Linked DNA regions of Mus musculus: all the other regions are linked to region 1. The links are chromatin contacts, called in public ChIA-PET and promoter capture Hi-C maps. All regions are on one chromosome and are shown on one strand. Each heading gives the region's core, a stretch centred on a gene start, on an enhancer-like site or on the middle of the called end of the contact. The rest is flanking DNA. Distances are from core to core; before and after follow the strand shown.

Region 1 (4,760 bases), core at 1,316-3,815:
GTGGTTAGAGTGTCTCTAGCAAGTTCCAGCCACATCTGCCACAAGCCTTTGTTCCACCTCTCTGAAATGGGTTGACACATAGAGAATGAAAAACAAAAAGCAAACAAACAAACAAACAAACAAACCTACCTTCTCTCAAGCTCAAATCCTTCCTGATGCTTTTTAAATGTTAATTCGTACTAAGGATTTAGATAAGACACCTCCAGATACTGTCCTGAACCCAGAAGAGAACCCGGGTGTAATAATTCCCCTGTAGGCGTCCTCTCAGAACACAGTGGCATAGGATTGTTTGTAAGAATGTTCTCTAAGCCAGGTTATACCGAGACAAAGCTATCATTTCTGCATGTCTCTGTATACTTTAAGAAAATGATTCGGGTGTTGCTGTTGGGTTGATGATATCACAATCAACTAAGAGTGTTACGTTAGAAACAAAGAAAATGATTTAAACCTATCTAGCCGATAAATATGAAAATATAACTTATGAAGCCTACGCTGCATTGTCACCAAATAATCTGTTTTCTAAGTTCAAATTTAATTTAAAAAGAGATATTTCTCTAAATGCTTCCAACAGCAGACTGCAAAGGGTTTTTTTTTTTTTTTTTGCATAGAGAACACAGGAAATAAATATAGTAATGTTCAAATCACCAACACAATGGCTGTTCTGTTGCTTGTTGCTTTTAGAATATTTTTAACAACTTGCTGGTGAATTGGCTCTTGCTGGTGTGAAGCCAGGCTGGTAGCTGGTTCTCACCTGCTTTTATTTATTTATTTATTTATTTATTTATTTATTCCTCTGGTCACTGTGTCCTATCCATTACTAAGACCTGCTAGATACTGGGCTGGGTTTCTCATAACTGGCTTTCATTTTTACTGACACGAGGTTAGGGCTTCTATTCCTGGCTTGCTGAAAGAGCCTTTTCCTTAGAATAACCCACGGGGCAGAGCGTCTTCCTAAACTAAGGCTTTCATCTAGCCACTTCTGTTATTAAAGCTTCAGGGATCCCATTGCAGATAGCCCGGCATGGACACAGGTCTTAGAACTCCCGTTGTTCCAGCCAGACAAATGCATTAGCTTTCTTTACAGTCGCTAATCTTTCACATCTGGCATTTGCTCCCCCGGAGTCCCTGGCTCCTTCTGCCAGCACCTCCTTCCATTCCGTATTGAATTCACTTCCTTCAGGATGTTTTCCTTGCTTAGTAGCTACTTAGCAGATAAATAACTCTTGTTTTTGAGCTTTTAATCACATTAAGTGCTTAAAAAAAAATGATCCAAGTCTAGGGATAAACAGCTTATGGAGATTTTCATTCTCTAAGAACCACCCAGGGTGACTTTGTCAGAAAGAGAACTCAAATTTGCAGGCGGCTGTTTTCACTAACATCTATCCGAGAAGCAGAGCAAATGACTCCTTATGGTGACCTCTAGCGGGCACGGGGCAGTCCTACAAAATTAGGAAAGTGGAGGGGGAAAGCAAAACCCTTCCCCAGGTACTCCATGGTCACAGGAGCCCATCTCACCCCTCCACCCTCCCTATTCATTTTTATTTCCAGGGTTTGTTTTGCATCTAACGCCGTCTCCCTTATATATAACTCACCTGTTTCTTGCCTTTGACGGGCTGGGTTGCCGGTGTCGGATGTGTAAACTGCTGTTTAAAATAATGCCTGCCAAGTCGAACCCCACTCCACCAAGCCTTAACCCTGCCTCTGCATTTGAAGGCCGGTGCCGCAGTCGCACGGGGGTGCTACGGGGAGGGAAGGAGTGGACATCGAGATAGCATGAAAAGGAGAATGCAAGATCGAGGCAATAAGACATTCTGGTCTTGCCAGTGAAAGAAAATTCTCTCCAGACTGCTACCCGACTCCACCGGAGGCATCGTGAGAGCGGTGTAGGCGCCTTCTTAGGACCCCAAGGCTGGGAAAGATGGGGGACTAGGGCGAGTCCGTTGGCCCATGGCATCCCTCAGGGAGCAGGGGGTGGGGAGAGCTTGGTGCGCGGCCGCCTTCGGAGCGCACGGCACGTGGGGTGCCCCACGCGCGGAGAGGAAGCGCAAAGTCTGCAGGCAAAGCCGCGACTGGGTTGCCTGCTTTGAGAAATCCTTTGGGGCGGCCTTAGAAGCCGACCAGGGTTTCCAACAGTCTCTGGCAAAGGCTCATCCAGACGCCGTCTGCTCCCTACTTCAAACCTCGCACCTTGGTCCTCACCTCAGCACCCCTCCTTCCCTCCTGTCTCCTCCCTTCGGGGGACTCTTTAAAGGAGCCTGGGGGAGGTGTGTCCATCATCCGGATGGCCCCGGGGCTCCCCGCAGCTCGCATCACGCCCTGCGCACCCCTCCCGGCCACTGCGGGCGGGGGCGCACGGCGTCACGAGGCGGGGAGCCCGAGGTCCGGGGCGGGGCGCCGGGGAATCCCAGCCGGAGCGAGCCGGGAGGTGCGGGCGCGGGCGGGCAAGGAGGTGCGCGCGGAGGGAGCGGAGCGCGCGGAGCCGGCGGGCGAGGAGGAGGACGGCGAGGGAGGCCCCGCCCCCGCCTCCCGGAGCCCGCTCCTCGCCGCCGGAGCCGGCTCACTTTGCCTTTCGCCTCTGGACGGCGGCGGGGCTGCGTGCGCCGGGGACCGGGCAGACCTGCCCACGGTGCCTCGGCTAACGTTCGCCCTCTGGGAGACCGGCGCCACCTGGAGCTGCGGCCAGCCACCCGGATTCGGGAGGGCGAACCCGGGAGCGAGGGGCGGCGGCACTGACACCGCGGGGGACGCGGGCGGTGCGGGGCGCGAGCCCCGGGGGAGCTCGGGCCCCGACGGCGCGGCCTCCCCGTGCGCGCGGCGGGCAGGCCCCCGGGGCGGCCAGCCATGACCTTCGGGCGCGGCGGGGCGGCCTCGGTGGTGCTGAACGTGGGCGGCGCCCGGTACTCGCTGTCCCGGGAGCTGCTCAAGGACTTCCCGCTGCGCCGCGTGAGCCGGCTGCACGGCTGCCGCTCGGAGCGCGACGTGCTCGAAGTGTGCGACGACTACGACCGGGAGCGCAACGAGTACTTCTTCGACCGACACTCGGAGGCCTTCGGCTTCATCCTGCTGTACGTGCGCGGCCACGGGAAGCTGCGCTTCGCGCCGCGGATGTGCGAGCTCTCCTTCTACAACGAGATGATCTACTGGGGCCTGGAGGGTGCGCACCTGGAGTACTGCTGCCAGCGCCGCCTAGACGACCGCATGTCCGACACCCACACCTTTCACGCGGCAGACGAGCTGGGCCGCGAGCAGCCTCGTCCCGCCGGACCCGAGGCGGCCCCCTCCCGGCGCTGGCTGGAGCGCATGCGGCGGACCTTCGAGGAGCCCACGTCGTCGCTGGCCGCGCAGATCCTGGCCAGCGTGTCCGTGGTGTTCGTGATCGTGTCCATGGTGGTGCTGTGCGCCAGCACGCTGCCCGACTGGCGTGCGGCGGTTGCTGACAACCGCAGTCTGGATGACCGGAGCAGGTACTCCGCCAGCCCTGGGAGGGAACCCTCCGGGTAGGACGCACTGCTTTTTTTGCCCGTCCAGTCCGTCCAGTCCCGTCTATCCGTGCCGTCCGTCCGTCCGGTCTCCGTCCTGTCTGCCTGGCAGCTCAGCTAGGCTTTTTTCCTGCCCCAGGAGGTCCCTGGCGCTCCAGCCGAGGGGTGTGAGGAATCTATGGGTCCCCAACCCCGCCCCCTTTTCACAGGCGCAGCCTGTGGTTGTGCTTGGGTCTCACCTTTTAGAGTAAAACCTCCAGGCTTTGTGTTTTAGTTCTGACCAAATAGCAACCTGCTAATTAGATTTTCCAAACTTTTATTGCTAACACGCAATAATTTGCACGATGATTCAGTTTGAGCTAAGAGCTCTTTGAAATATGTGCCAGTACTGGTGGTGTTTGAAAAGATGAAGTCTCATTTCGGTGAAATGTGGTCTGCTTCAGTGCCCACACATTCTGCACACCCTGCTCCCGGCGTAATGTGTGCTGGGATGGAATCCGTATTATAAAGGAGGCTAATTTAGTGATAGACTCTGAATAATGGGTGCCTGTGCCCTTTTTCCTCTCTCCTTTCCGAGCAAGTGTGGACCTAGCAAATTCCTCTCCTCTGTGTGGCATTAAGGATTTGGAGTTTCATTCAGAGGGTCTTCAGTGTGGAGAAGAAAACAAAAACAGCTATTACCTTGGGAGAGAAGAAAAAGCGAAACTTCCCCAAACCCAGAAACAGGATTCGGTCATTGAAGTGTCTTCCCGCCTCCCCCCACTTTACTAGGATGAAAAGAAAACACTTTAATCTTTCCTGAGCTCATGCTTATCTCTTAATGGTGATAGCACTCTCCTGTTTTTAGAACAAGTGAGTTTATTTTGCATATTTGGTGGGAGGAATAAGCAGACTAAAGTTGGACTTTCCGAGCAGACAGCCATTTTGGGCATAAAACCCAAACTGTATATTCTCTTTCACCCTTTGTTTGATAACTCTTCTAGGAGCCTTCACCCATTCATTTTCTGCCCTAATTTTTTTCCCCCTTCACTTTCAAGTCAAGACCGTGTCCTGTAATCCTTTCCCGATGGGCCTGTGTGTGCTAGGGACTGTGGTAAGTGCAGACCCAGCAGCAGTGCATCCCTTCCTCTCTGTATGAATCCTAACAGTAACTACCGTGGACTGGAAGCACAGAGCCCATTGCCAGCATCCCATCTTGGCATGAAATCCAAGACCTGTGCTTTGAAAAGAAGAAACTTAGGAACGTCCTGTTTTGTGTGTTGGGTCGGGTCTCCACTTCAC
Region 2 (4,760 bases), core at 1,272-3,771, 180 kb after region 1:
GCACACGTCAAGAGCAAATCTTTGAAGGGATGTGTTGCAAGGCCCCAGAGTTCATCTGTATGACCCTGAAAACGAAAAAACCCTCCTTGTAAGAACCAAAGCATATTGTCGAGAAATAATGAAGAAAACGTGGGCATCCCACAGCTTACCTGGACTTCTATTTGGAAGCCATCATTAAACGTTCCCCGTAAAATAAAGTTTCGTGATGTGCCTACTAAGAACTGTTCTGCCCTTCCCTCTGCAACTGCTCTAATGGTGCCATACTGATCAGGAACCTGGAACAAATGAAGGTGTGAAGTTACCACAAACAGTGACATGCAATAATTACTACCTCAACAGCGCTATGCTCACAGCTGTCTGCAGTTAGAGGGTAATAAAGACAGACTCTAAACCTGAAACTATGTGGTGGTCTCATCAGATTGTAATTTAATGTTCAATTACATTTTATTACACAGAAGTTATAATGTATTATTATTAACATTCTTTGCCACATTTATCATAATTATCTTTGTAGAACAGGGTCTCCCACATGCTATTCAAGCTTGTCAGTGATCTAACTTGCAGCCCACTTCAGTAAAATTTACATTTATATTCTGTATGATACTGAGGGTTATAGAAATGTGGGGGAGGAAGGAAGTTCTATCCGAGCTCATAAAGAATATGGTCTGGGATTTGTTTCATGTTCTTCTGGGCAAGTTACTTAGCTTAAGACCATTCATTTATCTATGACATGGGGATAATACATTTATTCCCTATTCAGGGACCGAAAGATAAAAATTACAGCAAATCAAAACACAGCTGGCCCTTTAATCTGTAGACTCTGTATTCAAGTGCTAAATCATCCATGGACTGAAAATACTGAGGTGAAAAACCTTCTGTATGTACTGAGTATGTATGTGTGTACTGAGTATGTATGTGTGTACTGAGTATGTATGTGTGTACTGAGTATGTATGTATGTACTGAGTGTGTATCCACCCTACCCCTGCCCACCATTGATTAGTTCTTATACAGTTCAGTAAAATACTTCCATAGCAGTCACACTGTATCAGGTATGGTAAGCAATACAAAGACAATTTAAAGTTTAAGTCCATAGAAATACTTGACTACAGTGGGTAAGGGACTTCAGTACCTACAGATTCTAGCATCTATGCAGATACTAGAGACTACTCCCTTACAGAAATGAAGGGATGACTGGATTGTAAAGTATTACAATGGCCATTCTCAGGTCTCCTTGTGAGACCATTTCATTCACACACTATGTGACATACGCCCAGTGTCCTTCACACTGATAACTGATCCACAGAATGAGAGATGGCACGTTTCTTCCTCAGGAAGGGTTGGTTTTAAAATGTCTCTGCTTATCTGGATCTGCCTAGCCTGTGACAGACCCTGAGTTTAATTTCTTGCACTGCATAATAAAGCCCTCAAACTCCACATTATTCTGTTTAGAGCAGAGTCCTCTGTGTTGTAACAAATGCTTTCCTATGGGGAGGGAATGAACAGAAGGAACCAGAAAAGCTATCTCAAAATGGGACAAAATGCATGAGTAGAGTGTTTGTTTGTTTGTGTTTGTTTTTGAGACAGGGTTTCTCTGTGTTGCCCTGGCTGTCCTGGAACTCACTCTGTAGACCAGGCAGGCCTCGAACTCAGAAATCCGCCTGCCTCTGCTTCCTCAGTGCTGGGATTACAGGCGTGTGCTGCCACGCCCGGCTGTGAGTAGAGTTTTGCTTTAAGATTCCATTCCCAGCCTTACCTCTATTTCTCTTTCAAGGTTCAGATCATGATCCCACAAAATTATTTTTCTGTCTTTTCCGCCTCCAGTTAATAGCATCCCATTTCTCATCTGACAAAGTGTAAACACACTGCCATCATGAGCTTTGATTTGTCTGTTGATCTGATACACACCTAATATGGTAAGAAAAAAATGAAAACACGAGAAATAAACACGTTTTATTAGACTTTAGTATCTCTCTGGAAACCAGCTTTAGCAGAGCTACAGGGTGAATTCGCAGACAGTTCACATTTCCCTAAGCAAGAACCTGGTCCCAGTAAGCTACAGAAACATGGCAGGCACAGAGACTTCAGACTGAATGTAGTCCTTTACAGTTACAGCAGGATCATGCACTCTACAAATATTTTCTTTAAAAACCCTGTAAGCAACAGCCTTTCTCTCTCAATCTCTGTCTCTGTCTCTCTGTATGTCTCTCTCCCTCTCTGTGTTTGGTGGAGTTGGGGAGGCATTAAAGTTGTTTTTAAGTGGGTCTTCTTGTTATCCCAGGCTAGCCTTGAACTTGTAATGTAGTTGAGGATGGCCTTAAATATCTTGTCTCTACCTTCCAAATGTTCAGTTTATGTAGTGTTGGGGATCAAAGCAAGGCCTTGTGCATGCTAGCTAGGCAAGAACACTAATAAACAAGATACATCCTTAAAAAAACAAAACAAAAAACAACCCTGTAAGCTGCTGCAACAGTGCTTCCTGTTCAGACCACAGGGGATATAAAGTGCAGCTCAGCACCAACGTCAGCGTCATCTCCCGTGATAGCTTTGTGCAGTTTTAGAGTAGTGTGAGTGTGACGAGTTTGCAAAGCAAGGATCCCAGGTATCGGTAAAGCTGTAGCCAGGATCCCAGCCTCCCACCTCAGTGTCCCTGGAGCTTTGCAAAAGCCTCTGTAAGCTCAGGGCATGGCAATCACTAATAAACATTGAATTCTCCTTTCTAATCTGCTGAGAAACAAAAGAAATGACTTCATCCAAACCAAGTCCGTGTCGCTTACTCAGGGCAGGGCTGTAGCAGTCAAGGGAGGCTAATGAGACATGAGGACAGCCAGCCTGTGGGAGATAATGCCTTACAGAATTCGTTACCAGGTTCACAATGGAAGCCAGAGCCTTGTTTAAACATGGCAAAAGTCAACAAAATAGCCTTAGCTCTTGTGGAAAAACGGGAAGAAAAAAAAAAGATTTAAAAACCACTCATTTTTAAAAATTGCATAGCAACTGATGACTGGGTAAGTAAGTAGAACAGGGCTGTGCCTAGATGACTGAACACTAGGTCAAGGGGAGGTAAGGGACAACAAGTCTCGAAGGATGGACCTTAGGAACTTGCCAAGTTAAACTGCCAGTTATCGTCAGTCATGGTAGAGCACACCTATAATCCTAGGAGGCAGTTTGGGCTACACAGTAAGTTCTAGACCAGCCTGGCCTATATAGCGAAAAATGTTAGAAAACAAAAAGCCAAATAAAAAACTAGTTATCTAAAGCCACACATTTTACTTTATTTTGAGAGATGGGGAAAGCTAATTGGTGCACGGCTCCTTCCTAGTAGACCCCGACAAAGAGCATAAGTGGATATAGCAAGCATTACTGACTGCACTCTTAAAAGGAGCACACTTTATGTCATGTGAACGATGTATCAACAAGGCTCTTACTGAGATTAACTTACTTTTCTATTAGAGCTGTCATTAAGTTTGCAAAATTAGCTGAAATTAACAAGGGTTTGGCATCACTAAAATGTCTTCAGCCGTAGCTGACCGTGAGAGCTGCGGTGCGTCCCTGGTAGAAAGGCGCAATGGACCTACTGCTCCCATCTACTGCCTCCAGCTAAACACAACCCACCTCTTGAGCAACACAGTATGATCAGTGGATGTCTGTCTACACAATTTATCCATCTTTGCTGACTGCACCCAGGTGCCCAGGAGAGAAAGGACATCTAAAAAAATGTGAATTTTCTGAGCACTGCCGAGTCCCTTAAGTCAAGGACAGAGGAAGGAAAAGAGTGTAAACAGTGAGCAGGCATATCGAAGCTCTCCCTTCTTGTACGTGGTCCAAGTAGTAAGTAGTTTTGAAATTACAAAACTAGTCAGACGTGGTGGTGCGTGCTTTAAGTCCCAGCACTTGGGAGGCAGAGGCAGGCAGATCTCTGAGTTCAAGACCAGCCTGGTCTACAGAGCTAGTTTCAAGACAGCCAGGGCTACACAGAAAAATCTTGTTTTGAAACATGCCATACCCCCAATTAACCCCCACCTCCAAAAGGAAAGAAATTGCAAAAACAGCTAGGCATGGTGGCACACACTTTTACTCCCTGCACGCAGGCGGCATAGACTGTGGATCTCTATGCGTTCCAGGTCAGTCAGTTAGGTCCACCAGTCAGACCCTGTCTAACACAAACACCCATTAAACATCAGGTGTGAACACCATGGCTCCCTGTGAAAAATGCACAAAGGAAAATCAAAGTTTTCTGTTCTTAATTCAGCCACCCTGTTACTTAAAGAACTGTCTCATCAGGATAAAACCTCCATCACGTGAGTGGCTCGGTTCCACTCACTGCCTTTCAAGCTGGGATGCTGACACAAAGCCCAGATAGTAACTAAGTTAAAAAAAAATGCTGTGTTTCACATTTAAGCATATTCCAAGTTTCTTTTACAGACTATAAATAAAACATTACAGTTGAAAAATCTTTCTCTTATGAATCCATAATTCTGTCAGTCTAACTTAGGTTAAACATTTGAAATACTTGCTGAGAAAAATTACTGTTTTTGAGTTTAAAGACTTTATGCTGAGGTTTAACTGTGTGGCCAAGCCTACCCAAGTCTAATGGCAAGCTCTTCTGTTCCTCTCATTGCCAAGAGAGAGTCTCCATGACCAGCAGGTTATCTCGCCTGACCAGGGAGGACAGCTGGAAGGCTCTGTCCACTCAAACACAGACACAGACGCAGGCAGACGGTAGCACCAGGCCAGGCTCTTACCACCTAGGCGAAGGCCC
Region 3 (4,760 bases), core at 1,693-4,192, 150 kb after region 1:
TTCTATGTTAGGAGGGACTGGATGAAATATAGTCTTTGCCGCTGGCTGCTGTCATCCTGGCCTGTTTGTGGCTTGGAAGGTGGCATTGCCTCTGGCTTTGTTCTGCTTGTTCTGTTCTGAATTCTGTTACAGGATTTCCAAGGGGACTGTTGCAAAACACAAATGGCCCACAAGGGCCATGCAGGGTGTCTAGGAGAAGAATTCCTTAGATAACATCTTTTTCCTCGTGTTCTGAACAGCCCACCCAGAACACTGTGCCTTCCCTCGTCCCAACCTTTACTGTGGTCACTGATATTTGTCATGATCACATGGCTTTGCTTCTGGGCCAAAGGACAGGCCTTCCACCCAGCCCAACATGTACTTGCCAGATTGGAATCTCTGGTCACTGCACATGTCACCTTCTGATGGAACGCAGCTGAAGCCACCACAGGTCATGGGAAATGGTGGCTTTGCTTCCCATCAGTGGGAAAAAGTTGTGAAAACACAGAGCACAGCTAGCCAGACTCTGAGATGAAGAGAGAGGGAGGGCAGAGATGGGTGGTGGTGGTGGAGGGCAGAAGAAATAAGGGGAGGGAGGGAAATAGGGAGGGGGTAATGGACTAAGTTAGGGGAGGCAGTAGATAGATGTTGAATGAAAGGGAGTGTGGGGACTGTGGGGACTTCGGGGCCAGGGGCCACAAACCTGATGGCACAGGTTAGCCCAGCTTTTGGGATGGTACAAGTGAGGGTTATAGAAGGGTTTTGCCACTGGAGGCTAAAGCCAAGCATACCCTAGTGGTTCAAAGCTTTCCCTCTCTCTCCCCGCCCTCATCCAGGCCACCAACCCTCTGGGTTACACAGCAGATTAATTTGAAAATTGAGTTGCATCTCAATGAGTTGATGTTGATTTCAAAGTTCACTGGTGTTTAATTAGAACCATCTTGAGACTAATCCAGCTCCAAGGAAATTATTCTGACCGAATAATTAAAGAGAATAAAGGTTAGATTTGTGTTTCTGGTTAAGTCTGTGTTGTCTTCAACACTTCCAAAGCATGAATTTCATTAACCTTTCATGAACCAACATTAAATTGCTCTCAACGACCTGCCATTCTAATTAAGGCAGACTCGTACAGAGGAGCCTTTGTTTATACTTGGGGGGGGGGGCTGTGTCATCTCTTCCTTGAAGTAGTCCTTGGGAAATGGTTTTCTAACTTTGTACATGCCCAGCTGCCTGAAGCTCCCATTTTTGGGACTTGCTCACAGATGTTGGGGGAGAACTGAGCCTCGGACAGAGGCCACGGGGTGTCGGGAGAGGCTAAAGTAAAGTGAAGGGAGAGCTGAGGTGGCCTAGGCAAGCCTAGTGGTGTTCTAGGAAGCCCTGTGAGGTCAGATGGAGAGGATGCTGTGCTGTTTGAGGTAGGCCTTGCTCACTCTGAGCCTTTATGGGTGCTCATTCTTGAGTGCTGGTGACCTTGCTTGGGGCTGGGGCGGCTGGATGTAGTGTCCATAGCAGAAGACAGCTTCTTGAGTGCTGCTGGACTCCTGGTAATCCAGCATAGTTTACTTCTGTCTCTTTCCAGTTGATTACAGATCCGATGTGTTATAACTCATGCTAACGTCTATGCCAACACAGGGTTCCTCAAGGTGAGCTCCAGACCCCCAGAACTCATGAGGCCCATGTAACATTGGTCCTTCTTGGCTGCTGAGATCCTGAGTCCTGGTACCAGTGGCTCAGGAAGGCAGCTATATATGGTAGGCCTTTAAAATGAATTATCATGTGTATGTGGGTGGTGCACAGGGTGAGAACACATAATAACTTGCCCGAGTGTCTCTTCTCCCTCCCTGTCTTCTGGTGCTTTAGGTCCAGAGGAACCTCAGTGTGGTCTGAATGGGTAGTTGGTGACCAGACTGGAGCAGGCAGCCTAACTCCATGGGAGAATTCAGTTCTGCCTCTGTCTCCATGCTCGGAAGCTTGGATGCACAGCAGTGCTACCAGCTGACCCAGATGTTGGGTTGTGAAGCCTTGGCTTGGCTTTCCTCGTTGATTCTCTGGCTCCCTAGGATGTCTCTCACTCTCCACAAGTCTTCTGTGCTTCTTCATGGGGCTCCCCTATCTGGCCTTTTCTGCAGGTCTTCAGTAAGCAAATCTGGGGTTACCTGGAGTAGGTACCCCAACTTTGTGCTGAGGGACTTGTTTCATCTCCATAGCCAGTGCCCTCCAAGGCACATACTATGCCGCCATCCTTGATTCTGTTGTGGGGTATTGGAGACAGAATGGGGACCCTTTGTCTGCCCTCAGAGCTCATGGAGTGATGATCCAGCCTGCTTTAACACCCCCAGCTCTCCAGACAGAGGTGGGGCCAAGGCCCCAGAATGGAAGAGGTGTCACTGTTTAAACTGTATATGGTTCGAGGGAAATGTGTGGGCAAGCAGTTGCTGAGATCCACAGGGAGAAGGTGTATCCATGAAGTCTCCTGTGTTTTGTATCTGGCTTCCTCAGTGCCCCCTTAGACAGATCTCGGTGTTTAACTTCGTTAATGTTTAATGAAAAAAGGAACCAACTACTATGATTTAATAAAGAAAACTCTTCTATCTTAATGTGTTTCCCAGGGAAATGACTTCAGCTTTGTTGACTGTGAATGGCAGCTTCATTACTGGAGCCAGCTGTGGCCTCTCCTGGCGCTCCTAACAGCGTGTCCCGTTGCTTGACCAGGACAGACACTGCTGTGCTCCCAAGGGGACAGATTTTCAGGTACCATGAATCAAGATGGCGAATGCCATTCATTCATAGCCACAGAGGCCGGCCTTGCCTGAGCAGACTGAGGCAGAGTCCCAAACTTTCTTTATTGCTCTTTTCTCATGGGGCCAGAAGCTGAGGCAGCACCTCCGTCTACCACAGGCGACACTTCAACAGGATCCAAGTAATTACTGCAGCTAAAACTGGGTCTTTGTCACTATGGCCAGAAGGCTCACTTGGTGACAGAGATCTAGTGATTTCTACAGACAGCAACGACATGACATAATGGAGGGACTGGTTAGAGTTTTCTGTTAGATTCCTCACCCCCCCCCCCCCGGGGCAGAGGGCTGATCTACTAGCTGGGGGGGGGGGTGGGGGTGGAGGATTCTGGGATTGTGTCTCTTCCTACTAAGGGGATTCTTGGCTTTGTTCAGAATTAATTCATCTTCTAAATGGAAAATGTCAAGGCCCAGCAAACATTTTTGCTAATGATTCTGGTGATGAGATACACTGAGGCAGTGAACAGTAGGTCACACAAAACAGGTTTTTTTCCTGCAACGCAGTCACTTGGGAGAAAGCTGGTGGTCTCTTTCAGCTATGCAGAGCCTCACGAGGCTGCTCATCCTTCATCCTCCTTCATTTGATTAGTTCTCAAAAAAGGAAGATGGCTCAGGCCAGGCACTTAGGAAAGCAGGGCCAGGGGTGGCTTTAGGAGACGGTTCCAAGAATAAGAAGTGAACAGTGCCTCTTGGAGCAAAACAGGATGTCTTGCCTCACTAGTGACACGGCACAGCCATGGCCATGTCCCCCATTTGCTGCGGGAAGTGGGAACTGCTACAGACTGGGCAAACCTGAAACTTCTAACTTCTTGATTACTACGATGATGCCACCAGTGGGAGGAAGGCTCCATCCATGCCTGACCTCACATGACAGACCATACTCAGGATGCAGACATTTAAGGTGTAAAATTACTTTCCAGCCGTGTATATATATAAGTTTAGTCTCGAATCTCATCCATTGATATTTCATTATGTGTATGAATTTGTATGCAAACAAAAAATACCAAGAGAGCCTGAACCTTTAAATACTTCTGGCCCCAAGCATTTTGGATGAGAACAAGTCAACATGTATCACTGGGATGGACCAGATGAGGTCAGAGGGCTTGGGTTGCCACCAGTGACCTGTGTCATACCTCAGAAGTTCACCCCTAGATCCCTTTGTGATGCCACTATGGCAAGAAATTCTCTGAGACACCTGTGATGGCAAAGCAGGCAGGAAAGCAACAGATGCCACCCAGTTTCACCAAGTCATCTGATGACTTGGGGTAGGGCACCTTTGGTGCACAAGGTCAGAGACACATGGGGTCAGAGAAGCACAGAAAGGCTTTGCTGTCAGTGCAGTTTGGTGAATTGGTAGAAAGTCTGCCAAGCATGGAGAAGGCCTGTAGTTGGTGGCACGTGCCTGTGAGCTCAGCACCCACTGAGCAGGTGGATGCACAAGATTCTTTTATGTTGTTTTCAGCTATAGAACAAACAAGCTTGGAGTCAACCTGACTACATGAGACAATCTCCCAGGTTTTGGGTTTTAAAATGGCCCCACTAATATATTGCAGAATCATACTGTGAACTCAAAAATGATGTCATTTACTGAAAAAAAAACAAAAGAAGTCAACCTACCAACCAAACAACAACACCCCCCCCCCCCCCCCCCCGTTTCTAGTTGTGGTGTGGCTCAGCCCTTGGCACACACCTTTAATCTCCAACAGTGGAGGTAAAGTTAGTTTGTACAAGGAAGCACCCATTTTTGAAAGTGATGTCTAGTTGTCAGAAAAGTGATGAATCAGAGAAAGATTTGACAGAATAGGATCTGCCCAACTGTCACAAGAGAGGAAAGGGAAGCTACTTAAGGGAGTAGTGCAGAGAGGAGGCAGGTTTTGTTTTGTTTTCTTGGTTTTTCGAGACAGGGTTTCTCTGTGTAGCCCTGGCTGTCTTGGAACTCACTTTATAGACCAGGCTGGCCTTGAACTCAGAAATCGGCCAGCCTCT

Evidence for each region. Promoter capture Hi-C pulls out the DNA fragments that hold promoters and counts their contacts. ChIA-PET counts read pairs in DNA pulled down with a chosen protein or histone mark.
Region 2: an RNA polymerase II ChIA-PET map of memory CD8 T cells shows a contact between it and region 1, with 44 read pairs. The contact joins the enhancer-like site here to the promoter of Kcng3 in region 1. A contact is called at or near these places in 9 of 39 promoter capture datasets (the 3T3-L1 cell line, the C10 cell line, the HPC-7 cell line and 5 more), 4 of 484 Hi-C or Micro-C datasets (cerebral cortex, cortical neurons, liver and 1 more) and 3 of 115 datasets of contacts at active chromatin or transcription factors (effector CD8 T cells, embryonic stem cells and memory CD8 T cells).
Region 3: a promoter capture Hi-C map of trophoblast stem cells shows a contact between it and region 1, with 2.7 times the contacts expected there. The contact joins the enhancer-like site here to the promoter of Kcng3 in region 1. A contact is called at or near these places in 10 of 39 promoter capture datasets (the 3T3-L1 cell line, the C10 cell line, the HPC-7 cell line and 5 more), 13 of 484 Hi-C or Micro-C datasets (B cells, the G1E-ER4 cell line, the P5424 cell line and 4 more), 3 of 115 datasets of contacts at active chromatin or transcription factors (embryonic stem cells and neural tube) and 3 of 9 other capture datasets (adipose tissue, embryonic stem cells and pancreatic islet).

Annotation. Positions count from the first base shown.
Region 1 is chr17:83,629,700-83,634,459 of GRCm38.p6, reverse strand. It overlaps Kcng3 (potassium voltage-gated channel, subfamily G, member 3), which reads left to right and starts at 2,565. Exons shown (of 2, transcript NM_153512.1): 1 at 2,565-3,497. The coding sequence starts at 2,842.
Region 2 is chr17:83,451,547-83,456,306 of GRCm38.p6, reverse strand. Eml4 (echinoderm microtubule associated protein like 4) reads right to left here. Exons shown (of 23, transcript NM_001379374.1): 14 at 1,755-1,906; 15 at 150-275; 16 at 1-65. Among named protein-coding and RNA genes, the nearest start is that of Gm46594, 19 kb to the left of the region's middle. Within about 2 kb of position 2,521, at least 26 of the 459 cell types and tissues checked have an H3K27ac peak or open chromatin away from gene starts, as enhancers often do. A contact at or near this core is called in effector CD8 T cells and memory CD8 T cells, where this site is marked.
Region 3 is chr17:83,484,248-83,489,007 of GRCm38.p6, reverse strand. It overlaps LOC115488798 (a long non-coding RNA gene), which reads left to right. Exons shown (of 2, transcript XR_003952357.1): 1 at 1-2,730. Among named protein-coding and RNA genes, the nearest start is that of Gm46594, 14 kb to the right of the region's middle. Within about 2 kb of position 2,942, at least 6 of the 459 cell types and tissues checked have an H3K27ac peak or open chromatin away from gene starts, as enhancers often do. A contact at or near this core is called in trophoblast stem cells, where this site is marked.